Linked DNA regions of Hordeum vulgare: region 2 is linked to region 1. Evidence: chromatin contacts called from public Hi-C data. All regions are on one chromosome and are shown on one strand. The core of a region is the stretch at or near the end of the contact, and the rest is flanking DNA. Distances in the headings are between cores, read along the strand shown. Region 1 holds the start of LOC123427121 (corepressor interacting with RBPJ 1). Region 2 holds the start of LOC123430474 (fasciclin-like arabinogalactan protein 1).

Region 1 (2,704 bases), core at 202-2,701:
ATGAGCCTTGACGAATACCAACTGCCACACCTGCCTCGAGAAGACGCATTGGATCAATATGTGGTCAACATTGTCTTCCTCCTGGTCACATACAAAGCATGGCAATAGCTCCTCCTGAAGACCACGTCGAAGCCTCCTATCCGATGTCTATAGCCTCTACTGAATGGTCAACCATATGAAAATCTTGCATGTCAGAGGTGCCCAACACTTCCACATCCAGCTCGCAGCCGCCATCTTAGTCGCACCCGACCATAACATGTGATAAGTTGAGGCAGAGGTGTACACCCGAAGCTCAGTTCAGGGCCACACCGCCACATCTCACTGATTAGGGTCCAGCTGGATTGGTATCAAGATCTCCCAAAGTCTAATAAGCTGAACAAGCTTGTCCATAGTCAGATCTCCTCTGATGTCCAAAGCCCAACGATGATTCAACAACCCCTCTCGAACCGTGCGCCTCTTGACCGTTTGTTTGCGAATGAGACCGTGAATGTCTGGGGCGATCTCCTGAACCGTGGCCCCTCAAATTCAGCGGTCCTTCCAAAACAACGACTTGTCGCCTGCTCCTAGCCACCAATGCACTAGGTTGTTGAACGCCATCTCTACGTGAGGATCATGTGACATAGCAAGTCTCTGTCATGGTCTTGAAAGGTCAGTGCACCAGAGCCACTCCCATAAGCGCGACACTAATCCTTGCTTCCTCATATCCATCACTCCCAGTCTGCCCAACTCCTAGGGCTTGCACACCCGCTGCCAGAACAACAAGCACTTGCCACCATGGATCGCCTCAGTGCCCGGCCAGAAAAATGCCCGACATCTGCTGTTAACCGAATCCAAGGCCCATTTGGGCGCGGCTGCAACAAGCACATGGTGCATTGGCTTCGCCATCACCACATCCCGAAATCAGAACAAGCCTCCCGACACGTGTGATCAACCCATTTGACCAGCCTGGCATGAAATTAAGCACGCTGTCAACAATTGGTTGTCACTTAGTCCAGGTCAATTGCCAGATAGATAGTTGCAGCCCCAAGTATTTGCATGAAAACTGTTTCATCTTTCATGGTGACGCAACCTCTACTAATTCCTTGTCTCCCTTCTCCTCACGGATCATAATGGCTACAAACTTTGTGTAGTTAACGTGCAGGCCCGAAGCTCTTCCAAGAATCTGCATCACCTTCCTGATAAAATGGAGATCATCATGTAGGTCGAATAAAAAGAACTATATGCACGTATAGTGTCCTGATTCTATACGCTATAGTTTCTTCTGCGGTCACAAGGAAGAGACATATGTGCTACTAATCCATAAACAAAAGAAGAGACGCGCCCTCGCTCAATCCGGCCATCCAGTTCGGATCAGACGGTAGACACGCGCCCGGAGCAGCAGCCCGTGGGCGGAGAGTTCCTCCCGGCTCCCGCAGGCCCTTCCCCCTTCCCGTTCCCCATCTTCTCCTTCACCTTATCGGCGTTATCGCCATCACCAGTCATAACTCGCGGCCGCACGCGTCGTACCAAAGGAAAGGAGGGGGAAAAAAGGGATCTCCACTCCACTCCGCCCCGCGCGGTTCCAATCTGGTTCTAGGGCCGGCCGGCCGAGCCAGCAATCCACGATGGGGAAGAACCAGGCGTACAAGGCGATGCAGCGGGCGCGGCTGGGCTCGTCCTCCGGCGCCCCCGGCGAAGGGGAGGAAGACGGCATGGTCGGTCCCCTTCCTCACCTCCCCCTCACCACAGATCCTTAATCCCCCCTAGTTCCAAGCTCGCGACCCATCTCCGATTGTTCCCCCCAGCAAACCCTATCGAGATCTGCCGGGACGTCCATGGCGAATCTTGCTGCTTGTAGATGCTTTTTTTTTAACCTTTTGATGATGAGGGAACTTTTACTAACGAGGGCCGTCACAGACGGACGGTTCATTTCATTCTCCAGAGTGGCACGCGGCGCGCTTGGCCAGCCTCAACAAGACCCACACCCTCACGTGGGAGGAGTTCAAGAAGAAGCAGAAGGTATGCGCGGCCTCGGTTTGCTCTCTGCTGCCTTTGTTGGCGGATTTTAGTTTCTTTACTCTGTAATTTTGTGCGTCCTGGCCATGGTTTTATCCATGCTGCTGTGCTGCTGCTTAAGCTCTGCGATGTGTTATTCGTGCTCCTATATTTTTTTTTTGTATGTTAATGTACTGTATGATGGATGCTGAATTTCAAGCATACTGCCTTGTATGTGATGCCCAAGTTTGCTTTAGACTGGTATCGGATGGTGATTCACTTTAGGGCATAATGGTAAAGATTTAAGCTACGGTAGCGTAGGAGGGAATTAGCAGCCTGAACTTTGGCAGTGGAAGCTTGGTCCCTTGCCACCCAGGGTCCAGTCGCACTTCCCCTGTTTTGCTGACCTTTGAGTCTCTCTAGCGCCTGTTTGCCATCAGACATTTAGACTTGTGCTGCTCTAAAAGGTAGTATAACCATTTATCAGTGGCACACTGCTTATTGCAGCCACCCACAATACTTTACCTGCTTCAGAAGTCTAATGATGCCATTTACTTGGTTTTGATTCCTTTACTTGTCTTGGTTCTCTTTGATTAATAGCAACTTAGACAGAGTATGTATATGCTGTTTCCAAACAGATCAATCTACGTCCCGCGTTAGCTGGGGTGGCGTTTACTTGGCATACGCTTTATTGCTTTTGGCATTGACTCTGCATGGTTATTGGCTTACT
Region 2 (2,816 bases), core at 199-2,698, 140 kb before region 1:
ATGATCTGAATAAAGGTATCGATGTGTATGTCTTATTTTAGGTGTATTTGAATGAGCGCGTGTGCGATCGGAGGAATCCGCACAGGCGATGTTTGTCGGCAGATGTCAAGGTGATGCAAGTGGGGAGTGTGTCAGTGTGTAATACAGTGGCTCGTGGACTTGCTCAATTAGCTAGAAAAGAAATAAACTTGCAGTCCGTGGATTGTAATGACGTTACTGTTGTTTAATCAAATCAATAAAGCTATTTTCGACGGCCTTGGAAGTCATGTCTAGATTGATGCTCTCTTCTGCAGCTCTGTGTCTGCTCTCCACGGTTTGATGTCTTGAAGCTCGCCCAAGGGCCTGAGATGAACAAACTGCATAGTTTGGCCAGATGGTGTGCGACAAGACTCCTCCGTAGTAGATGAAGAATGTCATGCCCAAGATGTTGCGACATTTGAAGAACCCACCAGCTAATCTAATGTTAGTAATTTTCTGCGAGCTTCTGGAATCTTCGATTGATGCAAAAAGGATGGTCCCGTACTGATTCGGGTGGCAGGGACGACTCTCATGAGTACGGCACACTCCCCTTTGCCATGTTTCTGACCATTACTCCCTACATATCCCTACCATCCTATTGATAAAAGGTGAAAACTACGAGTAGTAAGCTACCTTCACATGCAAACTCTGGAAATTACTGTTAGCATCTTTAACAGCTTCTAAAGTACATGTATCAGGAGTAAACAACTGAGTTTTCATGGAGATAGTTTTCACTAGATTCTTGCCAAAGATGATTTAGCTAAGCATTCTCCGTACATAAATTAAGCTGAACTAGTCTTGCAACAACAGAACCTTCCCCCATCAGTATGCCAAAAACAGTTCTGGAAAAAAACCAGCCAAATGGAGGAAGAGGACCAGAATAGATGGCAAGCGCATGAGAATCTTCGACCAGCATCCGATGATAGTTGGTTTGGATCGACTATTACCCAGCATAATTATCCTGCATATTAGTCATAGAATCTGCAAGCAGGCTCACTATGCTGACGGTGGTTGATTAATTTCTGCTAGCTTTTGAACATGAGAGATCTTATGGATTGATAAGATGTTTCGATGGCACGCTTCTTCTGAGTTCTGACTAAATAGGTACTACTGAAACATAAACTGGGAAGATCACCTTGTATCGATGTGGTATATAAAGGACTACTATCAATCAATGCCACGTGAACGTACAGTTTCCTCAGTGATTGTAATTAAGAGCACCAATGCAAGTGATACCTCACAATACTTGCATATTTTGGTTCACTCCACTTTCCAGCCCAGTAAATATGTCAGCATTTTGAATTGTCCGTTTATAAGTCCTGCAATTGTTACTAAACGAGTAGTACCTGCTATGGTTATAACTTGAGGGCCTCAAAATTTACTGCACATCTTCATTTTTTTAATTAGGTTACCTATGGCAACTCCTTCTGACCATATTGCTGTTAAGTCGAATTAAGGCGACATTAAATGGGCAAAGGAATTGAAGAAATGGACAACAGGACCCGGGTACAAGAAACAAAAGAACAAGCAACCACCACAGCTTGCCAAAAAGGAAAAATCACAAAGTTTTAACCTGAATGGCAATCTCTGATATTGGTGGTAGTAAACCCCAAGGGCAGGTCCTTACAAAGCCAGCTCACCTCACACCCTATCACACTCGACACTCGTCAGTGGTCATAGTTCATCACTGCACAGCTCTCCCACTCCACTGCCCTCACTCCCACGCCGACACTCGCCATAATGCGCCGCCTCCACCTCGCCGCCGCCGTCCTCGCCGTCATCGTCCTCCCCCTCGCCGTCTCCGCGGCCGGGGGCAAAGCAGCGGCAGCTAAGGCGCCCGCTGCTCCGCCGGCCCCGCCGAACATCACGGCGGCGATGGCCAAGGGCGGGTGCAAGGCGTTCGCGGCCCTGGTGGCGGCCTCGCCGGACGCGCACTCCACGTTCCAGTCGGCCGGGGACGGCGGCGTGACGGCGTTCTGCCCCAGCGACGACGCCGTGAGGTCCTTCATGCCCAGGTACAAGAACCTCACCGCCGACGGCAAGGCGTCGCTGCTGCTGTTCCACGCCGTGCCCGTGTACTACGCGCCGCGGAGCCTCAAGTCCAACAACGGCGTCATGAACACGCTCGCCACCGACGGCTCGGCCAACAACTTCAACCTCACGGTGCAGAACGAGGGCGAGCAGGTGACCATCAAGACGGACGCCTCCGACCACGCCGCGCGGGTCAGGTCCACCGTGTACGACAAGGACCCCATCGCCATCTACGCCGTCGACACGGTGCTCGAGCCGGTGGAGCTCTTCGAGCCGGCCGACTCCCCGGCGCCGGCGCCGGCTCCCGCCCCCGTCGCGGACGCGCCCAAGGCCCCCAAGAAGCAGGCGCGCCACCGGCCTGTAGCGGACGCGCCCGGGCCGGCCGCCGAGGACGCGGCGCCCGCCGACCAGAGGAAGAACTCTAAGAAGAGCGCGGCGTCCGGCGCTTCGTGTCTGCGATGGGCCGCAGTCCTGCCGTTCGCCGTGGCCGTGGCCGCCGCTCTGGCTTAGCCAAAGGGTTGTGGTGGATCTGTACGGGAGGTGGTGGTGTGTCGGTGGATTGCGTTGCGCGTGTCCTTTGTGTCTGTCGGTCAGTGCGTGTGCTCCTGCAGTGAAATTTCTATCTTTACTCTTTCTTGCCACATTGATGTTGTTTAGTACTCCCTCCGTTTTATAATATAAGGCCTTGTTTGGTTCCAAATAAGTCACCAACTTATAAGTTAAAAAGTGCAAAAAATGATTTATTTTGTCAAACATGTTCAACTTAT

What was found. A called contact is a pair of places that touch in the nucleus more often than the background predicts.
Region 2: a contact with region 1 is called in a Hi-C map of seedling, with 4 times the contacts expected there. The contact joins the promoter of LOC123430474 here to the promoter of LOC123427121 in region 1. A contact is called at or near these places in 4 of 6 Hi-C or Micro-C datasets (leaf and seedling) and 1 of 1 datasets of contacts at active chromatin or transcription factors (embryo).

Annotation. Positions count from the first base shown.
Region 1 is chr2H:544,215,708-544,218,411 of MorexV3_pseudomolecules_assembly, reverse strand. It overlaps LOC123427121 (corepressor interacting with RBPJ 1), which reads left to right and starts at 1,451. Exons shown (of 5, transcript XM_045111078.1): 1 at 1,451-1,694; 2 at 1,897-1,998. The coding sequence starts at 1,605.
Region 2 is chr2H:544,351,334-544,354,149 of MorexV3_pseudomolecules_assembly, reverse strand. LOC123430474 (fasciclin-like arabinogalactan protein 1) reads left to right here and starts at 1,448. Exons shown (of 1, transcript XM_045114345.1): 1 at 1,448-2,710. The coding sequence starts at 1,759. The coding sequence ends at 2,559. It overlaps LOC123427122 (mitochondrial proton/calcium exchanger protein-like), which reads left to right. Exons shown (of 15, transcript XM_045111080.1): 15 at 1-262.